Linked DNA regions of Sus scrofa: region 2 is linked to region 1. Evidence: chromatin contacts called from public HiChIP or PLAC-seq data. All regions are on one chromosome and are shown on one strand. The core of a region is the stretch at or near the end of the contact, and the rest is flanking DNA. Distances in the headings are between cores, read along the strand shown. Region 1 has its middle 45 kb from the start of C7H6orf223. Region 2 holds the start of C7H6orf223.

Evidence for each region. HiChIP or PLAC-seq counts read pairs in DNA pulled down with a chosen protein or histone mark.
Region 2: a contact with region 1 is called in an H3K27ac HiChIP or PLAC-seq map of skeletal muscle. The contact joins the promoter of C7H6orf223 here to the enhancer-like site in region 1. A contact is called at or near these places in 7 of 47 Hi-C or Micro-C datasets (embryonic fibroblasts, heart right ventricle, liver and 2 more) and 1 of 2 datasets of contacts at active chromatin or transcription factors (skeletal muscle).

Annotation. Positions count from the first base shown.
Region 1 is chr7:38,946,273-38,950,872 of Sscrofa11.1, reverse strand. No RefSeq gene overlaps it. Among named protein-coding and RNA genes, the nearest start is that of C7H6orf223, 45 kb to the left of the region's middle. Within about 2 kb of position 2,167, at least 8 of the 83 cell types and tissues checked have an H3K27ac peak or open chromatin away from gene starts, as enhancers often do. A contact at or near this core is called in skeletal muscle, where this site is marked.
Region 2 is chr7:38,992,014-38,996,132 of Sscrofa11.1, reverse strand. It overlaps C7H6orf223, which reads right to left and starts at 2,692. Exons shown (of 5, transcript XM_021100037.1): 1 at 2,530-2,692. The coding sequence starts at 2,692.

The DNA of each region.
Region 1 (4,600 bases), core at 918-3,417:
TTTTTTTTTTTTTTTTGGTCTTTTTGCTATTTCTTTGGGCCGCTCCCTCGGCATATGGAGGTTCCCAGGCTAGGGGTCCAATCGGAGCTGTAGCCACCGGCCTACACCACAGCCACAGCAACGCGGGATCTGAGCCGAGTCTGCGACCCTACACCACAGCTCACAGCAACGCCAGATGGTCAAACCACTGAGCAAGGGCAGGGACCAAACCTGCAACCTCATGGTTCCTAGTCGGATTCATTAACCACTGCGCCACGACGGGATCTCCCTTTATTTCTTCATATGGATTCAAGTTACTGTCTGGTGTCATTTCTTTTTACCCTGAAGGACTTCAGGTATTTTTTATAAGGCATGCCTGTTAGCAACAAATTCCCACTCTTTGTCTGGGAGTTTCTTATTTCACCTTCATTTTTGAAGGATACTTTTATTGGACAGACTTCTTCACTGACAGGATTTTTTTTCTTTCAGCACTTTGTCTTTTTTTTTTTTTTTTTGCCTTTTCTAGGGCCACTTCCTGCGGCACATGGAGGTTCCCAGGCTGAGGGTCTAATCGGATCTGTAGCTGCCAGCCTACACCAGAGCCACAGCAACGTGGGATCCGAGCCGCGTCTGCAACCTACACCACAGCTCACAGCAATGCCAGATCCTTAACCCACTGAGCAAGGCCAGGGATCGAACCTGCAACCTCATGGTTCTTAGTCGGATTTGTTAACCCCTGCGCCACGACAGGAACTCCCTCTTTCAGCACTTTGAGTATGCCATCTCCCTCCTTTTGGTCTCTATTCTTTTACTGGCACAAAATCAGCTGTTAATTTTATTGTGGTTCCCTTGTATGATGTATCTTTTTCCTCTTGCTACTTTCAGGATTTTCTCTGCTTCTGTCTTTCAACAGTTTCAGTGTGATGCCTATGGATCTTTTTTTATTACTGCCACTTGAGCTGTGTTTGAATGTGTAAAATAATATTTTTCACCAACTTTGGGAATTTGGGAACCATTATTTCCTCAAATATTTTTCTGCCTTTCTCTCCTCTTCTCCAGAACGCCATTAAGTGCACATTTTATGTTCAGTGATGTTCTGCAGGTATCTGAGCCTCTGTTAATTTTTCTTTATTCTTTGTTTCTTTCTGTTCTTTAGACTGAATAATCTCTGTTGCTCTATTGCCGATTCTTTAATCTCCCAGCTCAAAAGATGCTACTGAAACCCTCTAGTGAATTTTTATTTCAGCTATTTTACTTTTCAACTCCAGAATTTCTTTATGTATATATTTTGTCTCTTTATTGATATTGTGTGTGTGTGTGTATGTGTATATATTGGTCAGAAATTGTGCTTAAATACCTTGATCCATTTAGGATCCAAGGCGTCTGTGTACAGGTTGGGGAACACATTCAAGATTTAGGCAGTTTATGGAGTTCCCATCGTGGCTCAGTGGTTGGTGAATCCGACTAGGAACCATGAGGTTGCAGGTTCAATCCCTGGCCTTCCTCAGTGGGTTAAGGATCTGGCGTTGCCGTGAGCTGTGGTGTAGGTTACAGACGCGGCTCGGATCCCGCGTTGCTATGGCTCTGGCGTAGGCCAGCGGCTACAGCTCCGATTAGACCCGTAGTCTGGGGATGTCCATATGCCGCAGGAGCAGCCCTAGAAATGGCAAAAAGCCAAAAAGAAAAAAAAAAAAAAAAAAGAAGATTTAGGCAGTTTAGGAGTTCCCGTGGTGGCTCAGTGGGTTAAGGATTCAGCGAGGCCGTGAGCTGTGGTGGAGGTTGCAGACGTGGCTCGGATCCCGCGTGGCTGTGGCTGTGGTGTAGGCTGGTAGCTGTTAGCTCTGATTCAACTCCTAGCCTGGGAACCTCCACCTGCCGTGGGTATGGACCTAAAAAAGCAAAAAGAAGAAAAAGAAAAAAATTAGGCAGTTCACCTATCTGTCTCAACTCTTACTCCCTGTGTGTTTAGCCAGGGATGGGCAGATAGCTGAAGCCCCCTCCAGTCTCCTCTTAGGGTTCATGCAACTTCCCACAACCCTAGAGATGCATGGGAGCTTATCTAGGCTCCCTATAGCTTTCTTGTTCCTGGATATCCCTGTGAAATGTTTTGTAGTTCTGCTGATTTGTCACTTGCCCCAACTAGTATGCTACCTCAGGCCAGCTGTGTCATTGGCCTTAACAGACGTAATTAGAAAGAAATAGACTTTAGCTGAGCACATGCTCTGATCATATTTCTTGATAAGGGTGCACAGTGCAATAAATGTGGCAATGGCTGGTCTACTTTTGGGCATCTCTACCTGGTCTGCCCTGGCTGGGGGCTCCGTCTGGATGGTGAGCTCTGGATCGGGCATCCCTTGGGTGGGGTCTAGGGGACACCTGAGAAGAGCTGTTGCAGCAACTGGATTCTCTGGAAGGCATCTCAGGGGCCAGTGGTGGTCATCCAAGGTAGTTGAACTTGACTCCCTAGGACAGCCGGCCATGCAGGGATGCAGGCCTGGCTGCTCTGTCAGCAGGCCTGGGGTGGGGAGCCAGGTGCCCTCCATGCTGGCTTCCAGCCATCAGAAGCCTGCCAGGCACTCAGGAAGGAGATCTAGCAGAGCCAAGAGAACGTTCAATTCTCTCAGGTCAGGGCTGCCAGCAAGGTGGGGGTGGGTCACCCTGGAAGCGACTGGCTCCTGCCCCAGATGCCCAGGCTGGAGAGGGCTGGGACCTGCGGCCTCCTTGGGCCCCCGGGTACTTACTTAGAAGACAAGGAGTCAGAGAACAGTCCCTCCCCCTGGGTACTGCCCCGTCCTTGGGGTGGGCACGTAGAGAGGCCTGTGCCCATGAGCTGAAGGTCAGTATGCAAGCACTGCGGGTGGGAGGGGTGGAGGGAAGAGGGGAAAGCTGGGCTGACAGTCACGTAGGCTGATGTCATTGGTCACTCCACCTCCCCGAAGTATCACTTTCCTCATGGCCAAGCCCACAGCTGAGTTCAGGGGGCAGTCACGTCCCATCCCTGGCTCTTAGGCTGCTCGCTGCACTGACTCTCGGGCTGCTGAGGTCAGGATGCCACTGTGTAGCCTCACTCAGCCCCAAAGGTGGGGAAGGGGAGCCTATGACGTGGTGGGCGTGGCAGGGACAGGTGCCCGGGGTCTAGGAGGGACTGGGCTGCTGAGAAGGTGTCCCGGGGTCCCTCGGGGGTGAAGGTGGGTTTACATCACAGGTGAGCAGCGCCGCAGTTCAGGAACTCTCAGTCTGAATGGGGAGATGCCCCCTGCCTGCAGGCAGCTCCCAGTCTGAGGGCGATGACAGAGCCCTCGCCCTTAGGGAGTTTCCAGTCTGATGGGAGAGATGGTCCCTGTTCTCGGGGAGCCCCTGACTGTGATGGAGGAGACGGTCCCCGCTGACAGAGACAGCAGCCGTGTCTGAGCTAAGCATGGTGGTGGCTGGGATTGGAACCCCCTTCCCTGTTCTCTCCTCTAGTGTAAGGCTCCCAGGTCACCCAGAGCAGCTCCTTTGGAGGATCTGTTGCCCAGACACGGGGAGGACCCGGCAGGTGCCCTGCATGTGACGGGCCACATGCGATAGGGAGGGGCTGCCAGAGCCTAAGTGCAGACAGACAGCGGCGTCCCCGTGTCTGAGCGCGTCCTTGGGGCTGGGTCCAGCAGAGGGAGCTGGCAGCCAGCGGGAGCTAAGCAAGCCAGCCCTGACCCCAGAGATGGCCTTGAGGCGCTCCTGCTGCCCACCCAGGGTGAGGGACTCACCCTACAGCTGAGCCAGAGTGTCGGCAGCTTATGTGGGGGCCCAGGCCTCCTCAGCCCACCCCAGCACCCAGGCCTGCCCTGCAGGGACCCCTCGGCAGAACCCCAAATTCCACACTTCCCCCTGGGCTTGTGGAGTCCATTCCACAATCCCCGGGACAGGTGGAAAGACAGGGGTCAGAGCTCTGGGTGTGAGTTCTGCTCCCTCTTTTACTAGTTCTGTGACTCTGGGCAGGTTCTAGCATCACTCTGGGCCTCAGTTTCTTCATCTGTAAAATGGGCTGCTGTGGAGGGAAAAATGCATGGAACGTGCCTGGCACAGAGTGGCTGCCAGGTAGGCAGCTTCCCTTCTCCTCACTGCATTCCTCTCTGCTTCACACAGGGGCACCTCCTCAAGCTGAGGCCAAAAGGCTGAGGGGAAAGCCAGCCAAGGTCAGGTGGCGCTAACCAGGGTGGGCTTCCTTTAGAGATGAGATGTGAGTTGGGTCTAGGGAGATGCTTGCTCTCAGCCCCTAACACAGACACGCCAAGCTGCCACCAGAATGAAGTGGCACTGAGGGCACAAGGGGCAGGACCCCATCGGCTCTTCCCTTAGCACCATTCCACTCCTGTGCCCCCGGCTGCAGGTCAGCTCTTAGCAGGACTTGCTGGACTCTTGCCACCCCAACGGTGCTGAGGTCTCTTTGGGGCATGTTGCTCTCTGGGTGTCCCCTCCCTTTCTTGCTCAACAGATTTACTGAGTACTCACTATGTGCCAAGCCCTCTTCCAGGCCCAAGAGAGACAGCCATGAGCCAAAGCGACAGAGGCCCTTCGGCTACAGCTCCGATGAGACCCCTAGCCTGGGAACTTCCATATGCCGTGTGTGCGGCCCTAGAAA
Region 2 (4,119 bases), core at 1,443-3,942, 45 kb before region 1:
TCTTAGACCCCAGTGCCTGTGAAGGCGACTTTAGCTGGAAACAGAATGTTAGTGGATGTAATCAAGAAGAGATCCCAGAGTTCCTGTTGTGGCTCAGTGGTTAAGGAACCCAACTGGTATCCATGAGGATGTGGGTTCGATTCCTGGCCTTGCTCAGTGGGTTAAGGATCCGGTGTTGCCATGAGCTGTGGTGTAGGTTGCAGATTCGTCTTGGATCCCTTGTTGCTGTGGCTGTGGTGTAGGCTGGCAGCCGTAGCTCTGATTCGACCCCTAGCCTGGGAACTTCCACATGCCTTAGGTGCAGTTCTAAAAAGCCAAAAAAGGGGAACAAACGCCTGGGCTTCTCAGGAAGTCAGTGACTGGAACTGGCCACTTGTTAGCATCTTTGGAGTGGGTGGCTCAGAGCCTGTTTTGTCTCCGTGCTGCACTCGTGTCCTCAGGCCTGGGGCTGCTTGTCTGGCTGACTCTCCAGCATATTTGTTGATTGTAAACATTGAGCCAGGGCTGCCTGGGGGAGGCCCTGTGGTGTCTCGGTAGCCCAGACCCTCCAAAGATGACCGGTCACTAGGTGCAAAAGATCCCACTGCCATGTCTTTCCCAGTTAAAGAACAAATGTTATGATTTTTTTCCACAAAAAGCCCACGTTGAAGAAGAATTTTTTTTTGTCTTTTTAGAGCCACACCTGCCGCATATGAAGGTTCCCAGGCTAGGGGTCAAATTGGAGCTTCCTGCCGGCTTACATCATAGCCACAGCCACGTCAGATCTGAGCCACGTCTGCAACCTACACTGCAGCTCATGGCAATGCCGGGTCCTTTAATCCACTGAGGGAGGCCAGGAATTGAACTTTCATCCTCATGGATACTAGTCAGGTTTGTCACCTGCTGAGTCACAATGGGCACTCACAGACATTTACTTTTTTATTCAGCGTTTGCTATCTGCCAGGCATACACAAACTATCTTTGAAGGATGTGGCAGTGTTGCCATTTCACAGACAAGAAAGCAGAGGCTCAAATGTGTTGAGCAAATTCCCAAGGTCACAAAAGAAGCTTAATGGAGGGGATTTGGCGCTGTAACTCCAGCAGATGGGGGGTCCCTGAAGGCAGGGCTGTGTCTCCCCATCAGCGTGGGCTCTGGGGTTTCTACACGTAGGGGTTTGGGGAAGAGCTTGTCTTTTTTTTTTTGCCTTTTCTAGGGCCGCTCCTGCTGCACATGGAGGTTCCCAGGCTAGGGGTCTAATCGGAGCTGTCGCCACCAGCCTGTGCCAGAGCCACAGCAATGCAGGATCCAAGCCGCGTCTGTGACCTACACCACAGCTCATGGCAGCCAGATCCTTAACCCACTGAGCAAGGCCAGGAATCAAACCCGAAACTTCATGGTTCCTAGTCGGATTCGTTAACCACTGCGCCATGATGGGAACTCCGGGAGGAGCTTGTCTTGAACCTGACTTTCACAGCACACACACTGATTTCTTGGAGTGAGCGGGAGGGGGGTGGTTGACTTGGCCGCTCTGCTCCCTCTCCTGGCACTGACCCCTCCACCTAGCTCAGGGCTCTGCCCATGGGCATGCCATGGCATGGGACTGTGGATCTGGGGGGTGAGGGAGGGCGGGGGAGAGGTTATGGATCAGAAGGACCTGTTCCTTTGGCAGCTGTGCTGGAATCAGTGCTAGAGGGCACCCCCTCAACTCCTTCCCCTGCTTCCTGGCCTGGCCCCCTGGGGGTCAGGACTGAAGGGCTGAGCCATGCTGAATGGAGAGCGGTGCCCTACTCCTTGCCAGGAGGACCAGCTGGAAGAGGTGCTTCCTTTAAGGGTGTGTAGAAGGTCAGAGCGTAGGGCACCCCAGCACCGCCCTGGACCAGGTGCTTCTCACCCGCCCACGCCTTGCCAGCAGGAGCTGGGTCATATGATAGGGACTGGGGACACAGGGTGGCAGGTGTAATAGGAGCCGACATCCTCCTCGGCCTGCCCTGTGACTATATTAAGTTCTATGCCCGCCTCCCCTCTGCCCTGCCCCCAGGACTTTCCCTCGCCCCCCACCCAGAGGATCCTGCATGCAGACCATGCAGACGGACGAGGAGGAGTCGGAGGAGTCTGTTCCTCTCCCCATCTGCTGTCCTAGGAGAGGGGCAGGAGCCTAATGAGGGCAGAACCAGAGGGTGGGGAAGCGGAGGCAGTAAATTTAGGCCTTGGGTGCTAATGAGCTGTAGAGGGAAGCGCCTGGGGTGGGGGGCCGGATGCTGCCTGTTCCTGAGGCCTTAGCACCCCTCCCCCACTGCCACCCACTGCGTGTCCCCCATCCCCCTGCTGCCACCCACACACATCACCCAGGGCACACACTTGCCAGCAGCTGAGACGCGATTTATGCTTTTCCAGGCCCACTGCAACGGTCCCTTGCACATGTGTACCCCAGGAGCCCATTACCACCCTCGAACTCTGTCCAGGTACCCACGCCAGCACACAGACACCCAGGCCTGCACACAGGCACCCAAACCTGCACAGAGGCACTCGCGTCTGCACACAGGACTCACATCTGCACACAGGCACCCATGCATGCTTGTAGCCCCGTGGGCTCACATATACACCATTGGCCATTTCTCGAAGCCCCTGGAGCCTGTGGCTGAAGCAGAGGAGCCCTGGGGCTGCAGGGAGCTGGGGGATGTAGTCTGGGGGATGCAGGGCTTTGCACCCCATGCCTAGACCTAAGGGCTCAGTCTCTGTCTCCAGCTACCCACACTGGGACTCACCACCCCTGGGGTGAGGGGCCAGAAGCCCCAGGAAGCCCTGCCTTCTCCCCAGAGTGAGGGCAGAGGACAGGACAGGGTTTATTAATAACCTCACTCCTGACTGGGAAGGCCTGTGCCGAATCCCCAAACTCAAGCCAATCAGAGCAGAACTTTCCAGGAATGTCACCCCAAAGCAAGCATTCCTCTGACTCCAGGGATATTTCCCTCTGCTGACTTCATCCTCTCGGTGCGTGGGGCTCCTGCCAGGCTGCCCTGGCTCTGCCCCGCAGGCCCTCTGTCACCTGGCAGCTGACATCTGCCCTGGCTGCCGCCCAGAGAAGGTCACAGCATGTGGGTGATGGGGCCGGGATTAGAAGTGCTTCCTCTGTCACCCAGCTTGTCTGCTCCCTGCTCCCCCAAATCGAGGACCGCTGAGCCCTCTGTGTTGGGAGTCACCCACCCATGGCACCATGACGCCGCCCTGGCACCTCACTCCACACCTCACTCCACACCAGGAGGAGCCCTGAAGGTGGTGAGCCTGGGCCGGCTTTCTGGCCTGGTGACCTTGGGCAAGCAGAATGTGCCTGGTTTGTGGCTCAACTTCATCCTTCATAAAATGAAGATAAAAAAGTCCGCCCAAAAGTGGCTGTGAGGATGAGGGTGTGTGATGGCTGCTATGAACTATAAAGGGCTGTGCAAGAGTCTATAAAGGAAGTGGATTTTAGGCTCCTGCCTCTCTCACTAATTCCATTCCCATCTTCGTCCCCACCACCACCATCACCGACACATCCATCTCCGTTCCACTGTCACCTCCTCCGTCACACAATCACTGCCATCAGCTTCAGCACCATCACTCTGCTCCCACACCAGGACTTCCATCACCACCCCCAAGGTGTCACCACTCCATCATTCCAAGAACTCTTTTCAACATGTCCACTGTTCAAGGTCATGTTCAAGAGCTTTTGGAGATTAGTTCTGCCCAGGGTCCCCCCCCCCACACACACACCAGGGTCCCATACACCGGGAATGGCCTCTGTCTCTCACTTCCTCTGAGCCCTGACACACCACTCATCTCTGCCAGGAACTGTGCCTGAGTCAACTCGGCCTTACTCCGATTACTTCTGTACACTGTGGCTCAGCTTCACTTGGCCCCTTCCTGGGCAGTGTGTATGCGTGTGTACTCATACCCACACTGTTTAAACTGGTCTCTAATGTCAGCCTCCACCCAGATGTCCTACACAGAGATGGTGGCTTTGGGTGCCACTCCTGGCTCTGACACTTTCTAGCTGTGGGACTTGGGACAAGCCAGATCTCTTTGTGCCTCCATCTTCCAAACTATAAACTGCATTTAGTTATACCATGTCTCAGAGAGTTGTAGTGAGGAGTCCTGAGATG